Regions from separate parts of the Mus musculus genome. Here regions 1, 2, 3 and 5 are each linked to region 4. A link is a contact called in public Micro-C and promoter capture Hi-C data. All regions are on one chromosome and are shown on one strand. The core of a region is the stretch at or near the end of the contact, and the rest is flanking DNA. Distances in the headings are between cores, read along the strand shown.

What was found. Promoter capture Hi-C pulls out the DNA fragments that hold promoters and counts their contacts. A called contact is a pair of places that touch in the nucleus more often than the background predicts.
Region 1: a promoter capture Hi-C map of pre-B cells shows a contact between it and region 4, with 3 times the contacts expected there. The contact joins the promoter of Mcm6 here to the promoter of Tmem163 in region 4. A contact is called at or near these places in 3 of 39 promoter capture datasets (the 3T3-L1 cell line, hippocampal neurons and pre-B cells).
Region 2: a Micro-C map of embryonic stem cells shows a contact between it and region 4, with 4 times the contacts expected there. The contact joins the promoter of Dars here to the promoter of Tmem163 in region 4. A contact is called at or near these places in 1 of 484 Hi-C or Micro-C datasets (embryonic stem cells) and 1 of 115 datasets of contacts at active chromatin or transcription factors (T-cell acute lymphoblastic leukemia).
Region 3: a contact with region 4 is called in a promoter capture Hi-C map of pre-B cells. The contact joins the promoter of Ubxn4 here to the promoter of Tmem163 in region 4. A contact is called at or near these places in 4 of 39 promoter capture datasets (embryonic stem cells, liver, pre-B cells and 1 more) and 2 of 484 Hi-C or Micro-C datasets (both in embryonic stem cells).
Region 5: a promoter capture Hi-C map of embryonic stem cells shows a contact between it and region 4, with 3 times the contacts expected there. The contact joins the promoter of Cxcr4 here to the promoter of Tmem163 in region 4. A contact is called at or near these places in 3 of 39 promoter capture datasets (the 3T3-L1 cell line, embryonic stem cells and pre-B cells), 2 of 484 Hi-C or Micro-C datasets (both in embryonic stem cells) and 1 of 115 datasets of contacts at active chromatin or transcription factors (embryonic stem cells).

The regions. Positions count from the first base shown.
Region 1 is chr1:128,357,437-128,361,007 of GRCm38.p6, forward strand. It overlaps Mcm6 (minichromosome maintenance complex component 6), which reads right to left and starts at 2,269. Exons shown (of 17, transcript NM_008567.2): 1 at 2,023-2,269. The coding sequence starts at 2,129.
Region 2 is chr1:128,415,362-128,419,022 of GRCm38.p6, forward strand. Dars (aspartyl-tRNA synthetase) reads right to left here and starts at 2,055. Exons shown (of 16, transcript NM_177445.5): 1 at 1,791-2,055; 2 at 1-50. The coding sequence starts at 1,856.
Region 3 is chr1:128,241,912-128,245,421 of GRCm38.p6, forward strand. Ubxn4 (UBX domain protein 4) reads left to right here and starts at 2,226. Exons shown (of 13, transcript NM_026390.3): 1 at 2,226-2,641. The coding sequence starts at 2,560. It overlaps Gm41949 (a long non-coding RNA gene), which reads left to right and starts at 2,648. Exons shown (of 2, transcript XR_878509.3): 1 at 2,648-2,731; 2 at 2,852-3,510.
Region 4 is chr1:127,676,551-127,680,308 of GRCm38.p6, forward strand. It overlaps Tmem163 (transmembrane protein 163), which reads right to left and starts at 1,471. Exons shown (of 8, transcript NM_028135.2): 1 at 881-1,471. The coding sequence starts at 1,079.
Region 5 is chr1:128,590,579-128,594,026 of GRCm38.p6, forward strand. It overlaps Cxcr4 (chemokine (C-X-C motif) receptor 4), which reads right to left and starts at 1,721. Exons shown (of 2, transcript NM_009911.3): 1 at 1,611-1,721. The coding sequence starts at 1,631.

The DNA.
Region 1 (3,571 bases), core at 1,019-3,518, 680 kb after region 4:
CAGCAGAGAATGATTCTGTGAATCCAGACAGCTATGGCAACACAGTAAGTTCTATCAAATAAAGAAACAAAGGGGATAGATGCTGGAGACACAGACTCAGGGGCGGAATGCTTGTCTACCATGTGTAAGGCTCTGTCTGGGTTCCTTCCCTAACATTATTAAGAAAACAAGCAAGCAGCAAAAAATAGATAGCTGAGCCACCCGTGGTGACTCATGGAAAATGAAACTAACAGAAAATTTAGACATAGCTGGGTGGCGACAGTGCACACCTTTAGCCCCAGTGCTTGGGAGGCAGAGTTAAGCACATGTCTGAGTTGAAGGGGCTACACAAAGAAACCCTGTCTCAAAATAAAAACAAACAAAAAAGAAATATTTAGACTCTTCTGCAAGCAAAAGCAAAGCTGCTCTGTGAATGGAAGTTGATTATTTTAAAAACTAAGTCCTGTTTATGCTTAGCTCCAGCTCTTAGCTACCAAGAAAAGGCCCTTGGCATCTGGAAAATAGCAGGCCTGCTGGGATCACAGGCAAAGAAGTAGCTACTGCTTGTTGCCTGAATGGTCTAAAGTAGTGGTTCTCGACCTTAACGCTGAGACCCTTTAATACAGTTCCTCATGTGTGATGACCCCAACCATAAAACCATCTCATTGCTACTTCATAACTAATTTTGCTGTTATGGACCATACTGTGCATATGGATCTGGTATGTGCCCCAAGGGATCCTGATCTACATGTTGAGAACTGCTGGTTTACACAGACTTTAATCAAAAGGAGACTTGGGTTTTGAAGGACAAGCAGCTGTACCGACTGCCAAAAACATTACAAAGGTTGGAACATAGAATTTAAATTCCAGAGGGTTATTTTTGTTTGTTTTGTTTTTCAGCACCAGACTTTCTATGTAGCCCTGAGCTCTGTCCTGGAACTCACTTTGTAGACCAGGCTGGCCTTGAACTCATAGGATCCGTCTACCGCTGGCTTGTGCCCAACACTGGCCTGCTTACAGTTTTAAGTATAGCAGAACTTCAAAAGATAGCTGTAGAGCCAAAAGGACGACTAGATCAGCAATATGTGGTAACCAGTATACGCGTGCCATGTCATTTTATTCTGCCTTAAAAGGCAAACCCTTGATTACAATAAGCTGCATGTCTAGCAAAATTAGCCACACACACTTATCGGAGGCACCTATAGTGATCCAGTTCAATGTTAGAAGTGTGGCAGGTGTCAGGAGGCTAGGAGAGTTAGAGAGGCTCTAACTATTTAGTAGGTAGAGTTGGAAGAGTTTCAAACAGGGATCATTGTACAAGTTGAATGCACCTCAAGATGCTTGTTGTACACTCCCAAAAGGTCAAAACTCTTAAGTTTTTGTTATATACTGACATAATCTTTAAAAAGAAAAAGAAAAGAATTGTTTACTATTGGAGGCGGAAGAGTAAGGAGCACACTGGTATGTGGTTGCTGCTAGGTGCTAGAAGCGGAGGGAGGGATGGGAAGGAGGCAGCTAGATGTCTAGAACAATTCTTTCATTATATAGGGCAGAACTCATTTCACTGAACAGTCATCAAGCCATAGATTCCTGTTAGAACGAGCTGGCCCAGGTTTGCTTGCATTGCAAGCTCCTGGTTCTGGGCTGTGTGCCCAACCCTACTCAAGAGGTAACGCCCCCCCCCCCCCCCCCCACCTCCCAAAAAACCAAACTCTGGCCTCACTGGGTTGCGACGTGAGTCCTGCTGGGATTCATTCCCAGCATCGCCCCAACTAGTCATGGCGGTGCACATCTGTCATTCCAGCACAAGCTAAGCGGAGGCTGGAGGATTACAAGTTCAAAATCATCTTTGGCTACACAGCGAGTTCGAAACCCTGTTTTAGAAACGTAATGAAAAAGCAGCACAGTATGACACAAGGGAGCGCTGCGGTGAAGAAAGGAGTCGAGGAGGCTTCGGATTCCCGCCGGGCCGGGGCCCATCCCTTCCGGAGCACACATGGCCCCGGTCTCCGCCCGGCCCGCGAGCCCCCGGAGGCCACTCACTCTTCCAGGAAGTCTAGGAACAGCTTCTGGCATTTCTCGGCCACCTCGTCGCGCACCTCCGGGTGCTGGCTTCCGGCGCCGGGCTCCGCGGCCGCTGCGAGGTCCATGGCGGCGCCGAGAGTACGCGCTGCTGAGGGAAGACCACCGCGGAGGAGAGTCCGCAGCTGCAGATAGCCCGGCCGCAGGTTCCACGCGTAGCTCCTTCCGCGCTGCCACTTCGCGCGCGCCTCCGGCTAGCCCCGCCCTCTCACCTCAGCCAATAACAGGGTAGGAGCTGAGCTACTTCGCGCCAAACCCGTCCAATCAATGGCGGTTCCGTACAGAGCCCCGCCCACCGCACGCACTTTTCGCGCCAAAAGCATACGCCATGAAGCTTTTGCCCATGCGCAATGTAGTCGCACCCACCCTCTGGTTGTTTTGGCTTGAGGAGCTAACCCCTCCCTCTCTCCCTTTACCCCCAGAGTTTATGTATAGACTTTTTTGGGTTTTTTTGTTTTGTTTTTGGTCACTCAGGGTTAAACCTACTGTGAATTGTGCATCTGGAGGAAGTAAGGTATGAGCAAACCAAACTACAGGAGAGAGCCCCTTAAAAGTCAGGTGGAGGACAGGAGCAAAGGCTTAGAGAGTAACTCATTCCGCAGCGGACCCAAGCTTGTTTCTTAGCAGCTACATGAGACAGTCACCACCTTTAACTCCAGCTTAGCGACTTTGATACCCTCTTCTGACTTCTAAGAACACATGTGCATACACATACACTTAAAAAGACAGAGATAGATATATTCTGACAATCTGCATACCATTTGACTTTCTTTTCTTTTTTAAACTGAGAGGGTCTCACATAGCCCAGGCTGGCCTTGAATTCTGGGTTCACGTGGTGCTGGGACTGAACCTAAAGCCTTCTGAGTGTAGAACAAGGACTACCTTGCTAGTAAATGATCCACATTGCCAGTCCCTCCTCGACTTTGATAGCTTAGTGCTGATAACTTGTTTCACCACCAGCACTTTTATCCTGGGCTTCCAGGACACAGTAAACCTGGACCAGAATAAATAAGTCACTTTTTCGAGGCTTACTGGATGTTAAAAATTTAATGCCAGGCAGAGTATATAAAATTAATACTTTTATAATCTATTAGGAAATATACTATAGAGATCTGCAATTGAAGGTGTTGAAGACTTGAAGCCTCAAATCCCTCCCTCCTTTGCCAACTCCAAATGTAGCCTTCACTGAGTGAGAATCCTGGGGCTTTCTAGAGAAACAAAACTGATAAAGACACACACACAGGATTTACTAAGTTTAGCATACAGGCTGTTGTCTGGCTAGCTCAACAGTGGCTGTCTTCCAATAAAAACGCCAAGCAGATGGTGGTTCAGCCCACAAGGCTGGATGTCTTAGCAGGTTTTCATTAAATGTTGGGAGTCCTGAAGAAACAGGTTCTAATACATTAATTGCTGCCTCAGCAGCAGGATGATAGATGGACTTGCCAGTGAGAGTGAGGACAGGCAGGCAAACGCACAAAAGGCTTCCTTCTGTGTCATTTTAGGTATGCTG
Region 2 (3,661 bases), core at 805-3,304, 740 kb after region 4:
TCTTGTGATTGTATCATAGAAGATATCCCATATCTCTCTTTAGCATAATCCTAGGGAAAAAAATTTTTTGGTAAAATGACTTTTAATTTAAATACATAAATACAAGTACCTAGAACTACAAATAAATTTGTATTAATTTCCAAAAGTACACTTTTAAACTCAGCCATTTTAAATATGGAAATTTGTTCACTTATGTATGTGCTTACTACAAAGAAAAAAAGCACCCAGTTTCTGGTTATATATTTATTATATTTACATATGTGCATAGATATATCATGCATAATAGTACTCCCAGGTATAACTTACACATGCATAGAATGCTTCTTAACTACCTTATTCCAAGGGAGATTAATCTACTTCAAAGAAGAGATATAAATTTGCCCTGTGAAGGGAGTAAGATGAAGTCCTACAGTTTTATTAACTTCCTATCACAGGAAGAGGTGTTCAAAGAGAACCAACGCTTTGGGTAAGGTTTCTGAGCACCAGATGTTCACTTGTTAGAAATCGGAGCTGTTTGATACACGCTAACTACAACTTTCCTTTTGTAAAACACGACCAGAAAATTCACCTGCCTCCTATTTCTACAACTAATAACAGGTTACATAGTTTGAGAATGGCAATATTATCAAATTTCATGGAGTAAGTTAGGAAGAGGAGCTGAAGTTCAGGCTATAAACTACACTTATTAAACAGTTACGTAGTCTTTCATTTTATCTTACCTTACCTCTACAATGTTCTTAAGTTCCTTCCATTTATTTATAGAACTCTATTATAATGTCTACCATATACTGTATCTTATACCTATACTACTTACAATGGTGTGTTGATAATTTATACAATTAGACACACTAACACACAAAAATAATTTCCTTAAATTTTTTTTTAACAAGGTAGTTTTGAAAGATGTCTGAAACAGTTTCTGTTCTTCTACATTCTCTTGTTGAAATTGTTTCTTCAATATGAGAGAACTGTCACATAATGGTATGTGCCATAAATAGGTGGTGCATTTGAACCAAAGGGGGGTGAAAATAAGAAAAAAAAGTGTTATTGTTTCTATTTAGTACTCACATTTCAGCAGAACTAAATAGTAACTTATTATTCTGAGTTATGATGTAGTTAGCAAATGCTGAATTCCTCCACCAAAAAATTAGGAGCCAGGAAAAGATTAAGACTTAAGTATTACTACAAACACCTAACTTAGAGGATTTCAAACCTTGACTTCTGCAAAGTGCTATGGATCACTGAGGGTTATCTCTGGGAATTGCACTACCCTACCTCACAGAGTCACTGAGAAAGGAAACCAAGATAACACGTGTTGGCAGCTGTCACAAGGAAAAGTCATTAAATACACTGGCAGCTCGTGCTGCAAAGGGCTGTCTTTACTGGCCAGAACATTATGAGGGCTGAGGGTATCGATTAGTGGTGCTTTATCAGAAATGTCCGGGGACTGGGCTGGTGTGTTCCGTGCAGGACGTGCTAACCTAGGAAGGCTCGAGTGAACCTCGCCGCAGCTACTTCCGGTTCCGCGAGCGCCCACGTTTGCCTGTCCCCCCACCCCCAGGAACACGGTTCTTCCAGGCCACGGTCCCAAGAGTTAACAGTCCCGAGTAGTTGAGGCCGCGAGCCCAGGCACGGCCCCTGGGGTCCTCGGGAGCACTGGCCTGCGACGCGACACCCCACGCCGCGGCCTGCGAGTAAAGCGCTGACGGGAGCTACGGAAGCGGCGCCCGGATCGCCCCACTCCCTCCCTCAGCGCACTCCCCGACCCGGGGGGAAAGGAGGAAACCCACTTCCGCCGCGTCCACGATCTCCCGCGGCTTCTCCTGACCCTTACGGCTGGCGTTGGTGCTGGGCATCAGGACACTGGATTTGGGGAGTGGATACCACCCTCCCTCGCAGGCTTCCGTAGGACAGGCTAAGAAGCGGCTCCCTCCCGCACAGTCTCGCCCTCCCAGCCCGGGTTCTAAGCCCCCAGTCTCCGCGTGGAACCTTGGCTTCGGAAATATCGCGAGAGCCACAGCGAGCTCTCGCGCGCCGCCGCCAGCTCCTCCCTCTGCCCCGCCCACGGGAGTCATGGGGCGTGGCCCAGAAGTGGGTGTGGTCTCGCAGGATAGGCTCCGAGGAATCTTCCCTGCAGAGCCTCTTGACATACCTACCCTCTTGGTCTAACTTCATTCCAGTTAATTGTCTTCCCCTTGCTCCCAGAGTCCCTCTTTTTAAATTTAATTCTAATTATTTTAAAGACAGGGTCTGTGTAATGCTGTCTGGCCTGGAACTCACGAGGATCCTCCTGCCTCTGCTCCCTGAGTGCTGGGATTAAGAGTGTGAAACACCACGAGCTTGCTTACTTGTATATTTAGAGACAGGGAGTTGGGGGTGGGGTGAGTATCATTGTTTCACCCTCCCTGGCAGACAGCTTGTCTCGCGTCCTGCCAGCTGGGATCTCCGCTTTTGGAATTGATGCCTTCACTGCCCTGTGGAAGCCTGTCTCTTGGGTCAGAGGAGGTCTCTGGGCAACCTGCTCTGTGTGGGAAGGCAGGATGCTGTGTTAGAGGTAGGCAGGTAGGCTCCTAAGGCAGGATGGAGTACTGTTTTAAAAGCAATAGCCTACAGGTTTTCCTTGACTTGTTGTGTTGTGAAAGGCAATGCATAGTATAGTGTTGGTTGTCTAATGGGTGAATCTTCCCTAAATTAGACTTTTGAAAAATGCTGTCGTTTTTATTGAATGTGGGCTTTGGTAATTCGGGCCTGCAGTTAACAGCACTCAGGAAGCAGAGGCCAGCCTTGTTTGCGTAGTGAGACTCTATCTTAAAACAACAACCAAGAAGGAAAAGTTTGTTGGGATGAAATTTGAAGACTTGATTACATACTACTTCCGGTGCTGGACACAAGCTTTAGCCGTCTTTGTCACATTTTAGCTGTCTGTAGTGTCTTATCTTGACATAAAATGTCATGGTCAATACTTGTTAACAGGATACAATTGGACCCTCCTCCCCAACCCTACCTTATCCCCTCAAATGAAAGCTCTCTGGGAATAACTTTACTTAGATCTGGAATCCAGGTAAGATTTTACTTAGATCTGGAATCCAGGTAAGATAGATATGGTGGCTCCAGAAGTGTAGTTTACTATGTAGTTATAGGTGGGGGAAAATATGGTTCAATTAACTCATCAGTGGTTATAAATATGTGCTTTGTGCTAAGCGTTATATAAACCATTGGCAATAAAATGATTACTGATGGTTCTGGCCAGGATCCTGAGCTGATCTTTCTACTTGACGCAGGCTGACTGCCGAGAAGAGACACATCTTAATCTGCTACTGTTTGCTCAAAACAGAAGAATGTATTCATTCCTTAGGGAATGATAGTGAATACTTATGGTCAATAGCACATTCCATTATAGTCAAGGGATTCCAATGCAGAAAGCATCTGAATTGGCTCCATTTCTAAAAGAAGTATTTATTCTCTTAGCCTTAGTACTAATGTATGCCCTGATCGACAGAAGGCAACATATAAATTCTATTGTCATTTGGTAGGGTGGAATTGTCATATTTCAGTGTGTCCACAAGACTCCTTTTGTTTGTTTGTTTCTTGTTGTTTTCCTGCATATGTCTTACTGTGCTCCTTTGCTTTGATAGAATATTCTTATTTAGGTCATAACTTT
Region 3 (3,510 bases), core at 976-3,475, 570 kb after region 4:
AACGCCAGGGCCAAAAAGGGGGAGTGGGTGGGTAGGGGATTGGGGGGGTGGGTATGGGGGACCTTTGGGATAGCATTGAAAATGTAAACGAGGAAAATACCTAATAAAAAAAATTAAAAAAAAAAAAAGCCAACTTCTAGGCCAGGCAGTGGTGGTGTATGCCTTTAATCCCAGCACTTGGGAGGCTGAGGCAGACCGATTTCTGAGTTCGAGGCCAGCCTGGTCTACAAAGTTGAGTTCCAGGACAGCCAGGGCTATACAGAGAATCCCTATTTCGAAAAACTAAAAAAAAAAAGGAAGAAGCCAACTTTTTCAGCCCTTCATGAGGCATTCCTGGTGAACTATAATTAATGACTTGGTGTAAGTTAAAACATTCTGTAGTTCCTCTTCTCTGCCATTTATTACAGTGGCAATTACAGGAGTAATTGCCCTATTTATTGCTTAATGTTTTACTGCTGGCCAGAGGAATGTAATCCTTGAGGTGGTTCTTTTGTTTACTAAGACCTCAACAAATGTTTGTTCAGTGGTTAAGTTTAGAAATGATCCAGCAAAACTTTGAATTCTGAAAAGTACATGCATAATTTCCTTAAACAGGATTTGGGGCAGGCATTCAGAAACAATAGCTAACATCTGTAAAGCACTTAATTGCTACATAAGTAACAAGTACTTGCTAAACACAAGGGTCTCTGTGTGGTCACATAGCCTAAAGGGTAGGTTCCCTCCAAGGCTCCAATTGACTAGTGAGACAACTGAACTGTCAGAGAGGGAGTTGTGCTAGTAATAAATGGAGGTGCTCACGAACTGGGGTAGCTGTTTCCACGTCCTGCCACTAATGCTGCTTTGTATTAGTCACTTGTATCTGCCTTCGAAGCAGAAAAGGGATATCAAAGTAGTTAAATATATATATATATTTGAAGGAAGATAGGAGAAATTGGCCAATTTAAGCCAGATTAGATTATATTAAAGGCAGGTTTTTGGGAAACCGCTCTCGGTCGGCGAGTTCACTGGCCCCAAGGATCAAGGCCAAGGAAGTTGCCACCAGGGAGAGGGGAGCAGCTAGTGGAGGAAGATATATAGTAAGAGAGAAGGGGGGGGAGTGGGAATGGGCAAGGAGAGAGAGAGAGAGAGAGAGAGAGAGAGAGAGAGAGAGATCTGGACTGGGAAGTTCAAAGTTGGAGGCAGGGTATGGACTGAGGGATGCTGGGAGAACCTGGAGGCCAGGTCTGCTTTGGTGTGGAAAATATGCACCTCAGTCCCTTGTCCCCAAGTCCGAAACCAAACACTAGAAACTTGTGCAAATGTTTTTTCTTCCATTTTGATTTCGTATGCATCCATAAACCTTACATAGTTATTAATTTATTTTCTTACTGGCCTATACACAAGTTGATTCTACTCCATTTAGACTTTCTTTACTCTATCACTCAAGGAAACAACAGAAATATTTTCTTTACATGATATTCATACAAGTTAAGTACAGCCAGCCAAGATGGTACACGCTGGATGGTACAGGTAGGAGGATTGTCTTCACAGAATTAAAAATAAATAAGTTTTTTCAATAGCATAGCATAGTGGCTGAAGGTTTTACAATGTGATCCAGTTAGTAAATGCACATTATAGCCAAAAGCCAGCATTCTGCCACTTCGCTTACCCTTCAGATAAGGGGCCTATGTGGTACTGCGGGGTGGGAGGCGGGCGAGGAGGAACACTGTTGTACCTCTAGCCGGTCTTTTTCTTTTGTTTGTTTGGGGTTTTTGGTAAGTTGGTTGGTTGGTTTTTGTTTGTTTGTTTGTTTGTTTGTTATTCAGGGTCTCTGTACAAATCCTGACAGTCCGCGGAACTCACCTTGTAGACTAAGCTGTCCATCTCATACAGGCAGGCAGGCCTCTGCTTTCGGATTGCTGGGATTAAATGCGTGGTTTGCCACGCCCCTCTGAATCCCATCTTTTTCACAGGGTCAAATTAAATAAAAACCAAAGGCTTCGGGTCAAGCCCCGTAAAGCTTGTTTATTTGTGGAGCAGATTGCTTGCAGAAGTCAGAGGGTGACAGCAACTCGATACCTAGCATTTACTCTTACAGCGTTGATGTGCTCACTATGCTCACTCTCGCCATGCTTTGAGCCCACAGTTTACCTTTCCGCAAATTAACAAGCCTCGGAAGACTACAATTCCCAGGAAGCCTCACTGCAGGCGACGTCAACGTGCCGTAGCGGTTAGTCATCCTTCCTGATACTTCCTTCCACTTCCTGGAGTCGGAACCCGAGGCTTCGCGGGGGCGCGCACTTACGGACTTACCTAGCCGACCAGGCACCGGGGCGCGCGACCCCTGACGAGGAGTGTCGTCGTCACGTGACACAGGGGCGTACTTTTCTTGCCAAGCGCGCTCCGGTGCGCGTCCCCAGGGGGTGGCTGTCGGGCGTACGGGCTGGCTGGGTCCTCAGACCGGGGCCCGGATTAGCCGGTGGTTGCCGGGGCCACGAGGCCAAAGAACCAGGAGGGCGGGGTCGGCTGTGGCACCGCGGCGACGACACACCGAGCGAGCGCCTGGGCCTGAAGGGGACGATGCTGTGGTTCCAGGGCGCCATCCCGGCGGCCATCGCGTCTGCTAAGAGGAGCGGCGCGGTCTTCGTGGTGTTCGTGGCAGGTGACTGGGGAGAGGGCCCGAGAACGGTGGCGCTTTGATCTTGTTCTGGATTCTCGTTAGCGTCGAGTGAGCTAGGCAGGAGGAGCTAAGGTGGGCCGGGCTCAGACAGCCTAAGACCCTGTCGCCCAGTCCACTCGGTCTCTTCGGGGCCGCTCGTCTCCTGTCCGGGCCAGTACAGCTTTTTTTTTTTTTTTTTTTTTTTTTTATAAGGCTCCAGGCTTGCTCCGCTGCGGGGCCGACCCAGACGCCAAGCCTCTCCAGGCCGCGGGCGGGCCCAGTGCCACTTGGTGCTTCTGGGGTCTGTTGGGGACTCCGGCGTGACCTGTCTGCATCTGTGTGGGAAGCGCGTCCAGGCCCTGTCCCCAATCACTGAACCCTGCGAGGAGTCGCGCCCTGCAGGCCTTGGCAATCGGGTTGTCGCAGGCAGACCCCCCCCCCCAAGACCCCCAGCCCTGGTGTTCCCCTTCTTGGTCCTCTGGGATCTCCTCTTCTGGCAGCTTGGACCTTTTAATTCTTGGTGTGCGGGTGTGGTTGGGACAGGCCACTAGGCAGACAACTGGGTCTAGAAAGTTGTGAGCTGTCAAGAAAGCTGTGTCATCGGTAAGCCACAAAGAAACCACCTGATGTCTTAGAATGTTCCCGAAACATAAACTTGAGCTCACAGATGGTACTCTTTTATCATAGTACTCAGAGGGAACTGAGGTGCAATAATTACTTTATTACAAGTTGACCTTTTTTTTTTTTAACTTTTAACATAGTTTTTAAAGTACATACTCAGTCCTGATTCTTCCTCTCTTCTAACCTAAAATGTAGTTTTCCAGACATGTGCCAACTCATTTACCCCATATTGCTCTAAATCAGTTGGTTCC
Region 4 (3,758 bases), core at 221-2,720:
GCTGCCTGAGAAAAGACCGTGCTGCAGAGACCCCCAAATCCGCCAGCAACGGTTTCAGCAGCACCGTTGATAGTTTTCGAGGGGGGCCAATTAAGAAGCAGCAAGAAAGGGGAATGGTGTAGATGCGGTCGTCTTCGCAAAGAACCCAAGCTGAAGGCCGCTAGAGCAGGATGGGGAAGGAGAGCCAGGTGGGGGAATGAGGGATCCCTAACGTTCGACGCAGCCCCACTAAGGAGACAGTGGTTGTAAGCGGGAGATGGTGATGCCTTCCAGGGGACGCACCGGGTACAAGGCCAGCGTCCAAGGAAGGACTCAGAGCTGGACACACTCTCTCCAGGAAGTATCAGCGCGGATAGCATCTGTGCAGATCAGGTTGGTAGCCAGACCCCAAACATCCTAACCTCTCTGCCAGCACCCTCACACTATGGGGCGGTGACCGCTGTGACCCAGGATCCAGGGAGCTTCGGCCCCACGCACGTCCAGAGGCTAAGGGGACCCTAGCTGTCACCCTACCGGGTGCTCTGCCACTAACCAAAAAAATTAATTAATAATAATAATAACTTTCCCCGGGTGGCTGGGCTTGCGCAGCGGGATGCTTTGGAACCCACATCTCCCAGCACCGAGAGGAATCCCTTGGTCCCCCGTAAGACACTAAGAACCCTGTCTGCAAACTTTTCCCGCGAGCACCGGAGAAGGCTGGCCTAAGCACCCTCCGAGATCGGAAAACTGAAAGAGGCTCTCGGGAGGCACCGCTGCCCGACCCTCATGGATCCCGAAAGGTGGAATAGTCGCTTCCGCTCTTTGCACCAAGCTCCGCAAATAGGGGACAGGTGGCTTGAGAGGGGCGGAGAGGAAGGAGCGCGGGGCGGTGGTAGCTCACCTCGGTCTTCCAACCCGTCGCTGAACTGGCCGCTCTCGCTGATCCGTGGCTGCCTTTCCTCATCAGACTGCACAGAGGAGCTCATCGGAGCCGGGCTGGGGGCGGGGGCGGCGGTCGAGGGCGCGTGGCCCCGCGGTGGCGGCCGCGGGACTCCGGGGCCAGGGGGGCTGCGGCGCTCGCTGCCCAGAGCCGGCTCCATGGCGCCGGGGCTGCAGATCCCCCGAGGCGAAGCCGACCACGATGGAGACACGAAGTCCAAAGTGCCAGAGACCGAGGGCACCGAGAGAGAGCTTCGCCCGTACCGCGGTGAGCGGCAGGTCCGCCGCTAGCACACCGAGTGGCGGAGGCTGGTGCCGCGCTGTCGCCGCTGCGCTCCGCCCCCGGGGGCAGGTGCGGGCGGCAGGGACCCGCCCCGAGGCGCTAAGCCCGGGCACTGGTATCGATGCACCCAGGCGAGTGGAGAGGGAGGGCCCCGGACGGTCCAGACGCGTGGAAGCTGAGGGAACTGTTAGGGGGCGTGGGGACCAGCCTGCGGGTAGCGCAGGGCTGGGTGAGGGCGTGACGGAGGACGCGCCCCCCACTCACGTCGCGGATTGGTGCCCAGGAGGGACCCTTCCACCCTAATTACTCTGCAGTCCTCGGAGCCTGTGGCCGCGCGTGGGCAGGAGAGAGGGCATCGCAGCTCATCCGGCCTTTTTTCTCTCCCGGAGCCACACAGGCTACAAGGATTGCACCTTGTCCCCGCCTGCCCAAGCAGGCACCAGGATTCACCTGTTCCCCAGCCTCTGGATCTGCTGCCCTTAAATGGCTTTAACTCTCATCTCAGTTTCTCTCTTGCACCAACTTAGATTGAGGTGCTGCTGGAACCGTGGCTTGTCCCCCCCTCCCCCAGACCTCCCATTACGACTATCCTTGGGCCTTTCCCATCCATCTGTCAACCTCTCTAAGCGTTCAGGATCCGTCCCCTTGCTGCGGATGCTCACCCCTGTTCTTCATCTCTGACCATAACAACTTCCCACACTTGGGCAGTGAGCCTGGTCTCCCCAGCGAAGCTGCAACCTGGTCCACAGGGCCGGCTGGGGAAGACCCACAGGCGAACCGGCCGCCTAACGGATTGGGGACCCGATTGATTGCATTTACATCCGAGCTCTAGAGAGTCTAGATTTTATCAATAGGTTGGTATCAGTCTCTAAATTTCATCTGAGTACTCTAACATGCCAATTCCTTCATTTAAAGGAATCCACCCTGTTTTCTTTTGAGAGTAACCGGTTTCCTTTCTTGGTTTCCGCTCTGCCAGGGAACATAGAAGTCAGGATATGATTTAAATGTCTCTGTGGGGTTCCAGAGATGAGAAGGGAGTCACATTTTGTTGGGATCAGATCTGAGTGATCTCGGCTCCAGTTCGGTCTTCCGTTGTGTTTTTTTTAAACAATAATTTCAACTGTAAACTGAAAGCATCGAACTAGGTCATTTCAACACTCCTTTTTTTTTTTTCCTATGAAGAAAATGAAATTTTCAACAGCCCCTTCTTTTCTTTAAAGAAAATTAAACGCCATGTTCACTGGGCTTAAGACACACACACACACACACACACACACACACACAGAGAGAGAGAGAGAGAGAGAGAGAGAGAGAGAGAGAGAGAGAGAGTTTTTACCACTGATCCTGACGCTGTTCTTGGTACAAATGCTTCACATGTACAGAGCCCTCCGTCCTCTCGCATCCTGGATTGTGGGGGTTGTTTTTTGTTTTGTTTTTGTTTTCCTTTTTCTTTTTTCTTTTTTGTTCCAGATGATTCCATTGGCTGCCCTCTCAACGGTAGTCAAAGAATCACCCCAAGAACAAAAATATCCAGGCCTTGAGCACTGTGGAGGTCGATGTCACAGGCTGCAACAGAGTTGGCTGAAACGTTAACGCAGTGGCTTTTAGACTTCATCCCCCTCCTAATATTCTGCTTTTTTGAAAATTATATTTTCTTTTTCACTGTGGTCTTGGGGACAGGAGCAGAAGAGCTAGCACCGGCTTTAGCACAGAGCTGCGTCCCCACCTCTAATCTGTTTGTTTGTGCATTTATTTGTTTGGTATTTTAACAAGCATTTTCCTTTGCTGTGTGATTCAATTGTTCTTGAGGTCTGGCTAGAAGTCTTGAAACATGCCCCTCTCCGGGAACATCTTCCCTCTCTGCAGGCGCCGCACCCCCAGTGCACACACACGCTGCACAGCAGGCTCTCTAGAAGAAAGGGATCATCGTTCTGATTCCACACTTGGTTTTTGCATCCAGAGCATCTACGCGTGTAACGGTGCAGGTGAGCAAACTAGGGCTCATCATGCTCCTTCTGTACCCGAGCAAAGTCTCTTCTTTGAAGGGGAAGGAAGGGGGTTCAGCAGAAGCAAAAGCTGTTGTAAGCCTCTCTTGCCTTTTATGCTGCAGCTCCCCCACTACAAGCCCCTGCCTCTTCACTGGGAGACTATATTAGCTGCATCCTGGAAAGGAGACCATTTGCCGGGCACCTTGCTAAATGTTTCATAGGCTTTCCTCCCGCTTCAGCAACCGCCCAATTCGCAGCACGTCCACCCCCTAGGGGACGTTGTGGAGAAGTGCAGGCGCTTTCTTTGAGGCCACCCCAGTTTGGTAGGGGGGATAGGTACAGAAGTCCAGCTGGATCTTCGGTTCTGTGAAAATGTGCTTCTTCCAATCACGTTAGAATTTTAACTGTGTTTACATGTGAACATGGCATATGATGGCATCTTTGAATGCACACAATTTTTTCTGGGAATACAACTAGTATGCAAGTCTAGGGACGCTGAACCTTCTCTTCTTTTGGGAAACCAGGACGCTGAAGGCGGTTTCGTTCACCACATGAGTCAGCAGATCTGT
Region 5 (3,448 bases), core at 471-2,970, 910 kb after region 4:
AAAGAAAGAAAGAAAGAAAGAAAGAAAGACGGAGCTTGACGGTGGGGGTCCCCCAAAGACTCTTAGCTTTTTAGGCGCAAAACCTTGTTTTTCTCACGTCTGTCTAACACAAACTATTACATTTCGAGTCATGCGTAGTGAAGAAAGCTGGATAATGTGAAGGTCTTTGGGGGTTTAGGGTCAGCAGAGTGTTAGAAAGGAGCAAATAGCACTCCCCTACTTCACCCCGTGCGGCGCTTCTCTGGAAGGTGGGTCTCTCTTGCCAAACCCATGTTTATCACTGGGTGGATCTGGGACGTTAGAGTCACACTGTCCTGGGTGGGGAAAGTCACGGGGTCTGTACCCCGTGGTTTTCGCCCCCAAGTTTCACTTCCTCACTTTCCGGTCGCTTCCCATCCTGCAGCGGACCCAGTTAGTTACTGGAGTCCGAGGTAGGCAGCAGGAGTGGTCCAGACCGTGCGCACCCCGATGTCCGAGTCACCCACCTAGGGGCTGGCACCGTTGCCCATCATACCCAGGTCTACGACCAACACACAGCGGTTCTAGGGGTTCCTCCTGGCTGCGCGCCAGGATCGTTCCTCCGGGTGCGAGCGACAGATTGGGCTGCTCCAGCGCGAGCGCCTTTGAATTGCGCGCCGCCGGAGGAAACGGAAAAAAAAAAAAAAATCACCAAAGAACAAAACCCTCCCTAAGCGAGGGGGTTTCAAAAGGCTCAGGAAACCACCGACGGTTAAACACTGGGGCTCAGTCAAACAGTCTCCGAGCTTGCACCTGTTCATCCCTCCGGCGACCCGGCACAACCCAGGTGCGGTCCCAACATGCCCTCCTGTCCCCAACCGCCGTCATGGCCAGCAGCATCATGGTACAGACTTATGACCCTTTCTCAGGAACGATCCTAAAGGCAAGCCCGACCTCGGGAGGTTCGTTTGCCACTGCGGGGAAGTGGCGGGTCGGATGCCCGCAAAGCGCTGCTGCTCCATCCCAAAGCGACGTTCTCTCCGCGGCTGCCGCAGTTTGTGCCCCCCCTCTAGGCAAGCGACGCGGCAGACTAGCTCACTTTTCCCGCCGAAGACGGGCGCTCCTCTGTCTGCACTATGGAATTTCAGAACCGCACTCCTAACTCCAAGAACCGCTCCAAGACGCTCCGGTTCGAAGCTCACCCAGAATGTAGTGCCTACGCGTGCCGACTAAAGTCTCTAAATTCACACAATGTAAGAAACTCTAAGAAAACTCCTGTTTTCAGGAGGACCAGACGATGGTCTGAGTCTTGGGACAGAGGGCAAGCCCTTCTCCCTTTTTCAAAAAACTGGGACGTTTGCAAACAGCGTGCAAGTCGGCGCGCGCCGCGGGACTCAAGGGGGAGGGAAACAAGAGCAACCTTAGGAAAGCTCCATCTGAACCCGTCCCACTCAACTTACTGGCAAAAATATTCCTATCTTCCTCCCCCTATAGCCATGTTCACACACATAAAAAAAAATTAGTTCCCGCTCCTCCTTGTGACCCTGACACCCCTCAAGGTTTTAGTTGCTTCAACCCGCTCCTTAAAGGGGCTGAGCTCTAAGTTCACACGTTTGCACGTTTACTATAAAGTAGGATGCAAGTGGACTTACACTCACACTGATCGGTTCCATGGCAACACTCGCTCTACAGCCGTGGTGGTTACCGGAGCACCAAACGCCTCAGAGGTTTCACTGCTACCTGCTGCACCAGGCAACAAAATTGAAGTTTCTGGCCCGAACCGGACTTTTATAAAAACACGCTCCCGGGGCGGCGCATGCGCAGCTCGGACGGGGCGGGAGGAGACTGGCGGGGGCGGGGCGCAGGGCGCGGGCAAACAGAAGTCCAAGAGCCACTGCTGTTGTGTTTTAAGTCAGTATGGGTCCAGAGCCTGGCCGGATAATGTTCTCAGAGTTGGGGAAAGCAGGATGCCAGCCAGGGTGTTTCTGCGGGTCGCGCATCCATCCTTACCCACGTGGATAGAATTTTAGACCTGGAGTTTACGGGTGGAGAACTTGAGACAAGACTGGGGATGGGGGTGTGTGACTTGGAGCCTGCCTAACCAGTAGGCGGCAATGTTGGAACCTCCGCCAGGGTTCTATACTCTGAGCTGTCAGGAGTGATTACTACCAAAACTCTTCCAAGCAAGTGTGTGTTACTACATATTCATATAATGACATTAGGGTCAGGTGTGGCAGAAAGCACTTGCGGACCCATCCAGAAGCAGATATACTCCCAGGAAGAAAGTCACAATAGTGGCAACAATTTCGTGAAGAGATTTGGGTGTGTGTGTATGTAAAATGATTGAAATGTGCTTTATTATAAAGAATTGAGCGGCGAGGACTTTGTGTAATCACATCCTAAGAAATCCGCACAGAAACACTGGTTCATTTTCATTTCATAAGCACATAGGGGGATGCATCTAGTTAACAGATAATTACAGAGTCCCAGCTGGGAAGCTAGCCGCGATTCATGCGCAGTCAGTGGGCGCTCCACGAGCTCCAAGAGACCAAATGGAGCAGCCTGGGACTGCAAAGCCTGGCCTGAGCCCAGAGCTTTCGCTTCATGCCTATCTCGCGTCTCCCACGCAGAACACTAAGATGGGAAGTCTTAGTGAAGAGCTAGTTAGGTCAGGTTGGGGGCGTGGATGGCTAGGGAATCTCAGACAGGCTAAGGTTGCAGTGGGCGCCCAGACTGCTTCCCAGGCTCGCGCGGGATCCGACCGGCGCCGAGCCTGGGCTAGGCGGGGAGGGAGAAAAGGGTGGGGTCAGAACCAACCAGACCTCCAGCCAGAGACCGCGGGATCCAATGCCGGGGGCACTGGGGGTGGTGAGACATCCGGCAGCAGGAGCCTGGGTTGCTATGCAACCCAGATACCGCCCCCACCCCCTCCTGGAATGGACCAAAGGATAGGCAGGCCCAGACTGCGCCCTCAACTCCATCCCCGCCCCACTTCTCCCGTTCCTTTTTTGTTTGTTTGTTTGTTTGTTTGTTTGTTTTGTTTGAGGCAGTTTTATGTAGTACAGGCTGGACTCAGGCTCCGTATGTAGTTAAGGATGACCATGAATTTCTGATGATCCCGTTTGTCACCTGCCTAGTACTGGGATTACAGTTGTGTGCCACCACGCCCAATTTTCGTGCTGATAGGGCTTAAATCAGAGCTTTGTGTAGGCTAGGCAAGCAGTCTACTAACTGTACTATCATTTGCACCTCCTTCTTTAGCTAAGGAAGGCTTTCGGTTGGAAGTGCTGGGGAGCTGTTTTACAGCCTGGGAACTCGTCTCTCTCCATCTTCCTGTATGGCCTGGGCACTCTCCTTCAAAATGTGCTGTCAAAGTCCTCTTCTGCCCTGCACTTATGTGATCCAGAAAAGCTAAGGATGAAATTAGGAAGTGCGACCCTCAAAAACTGCTAAGTTAAAAGCCAAGAACTTCCACAAGCACTTTTAATTA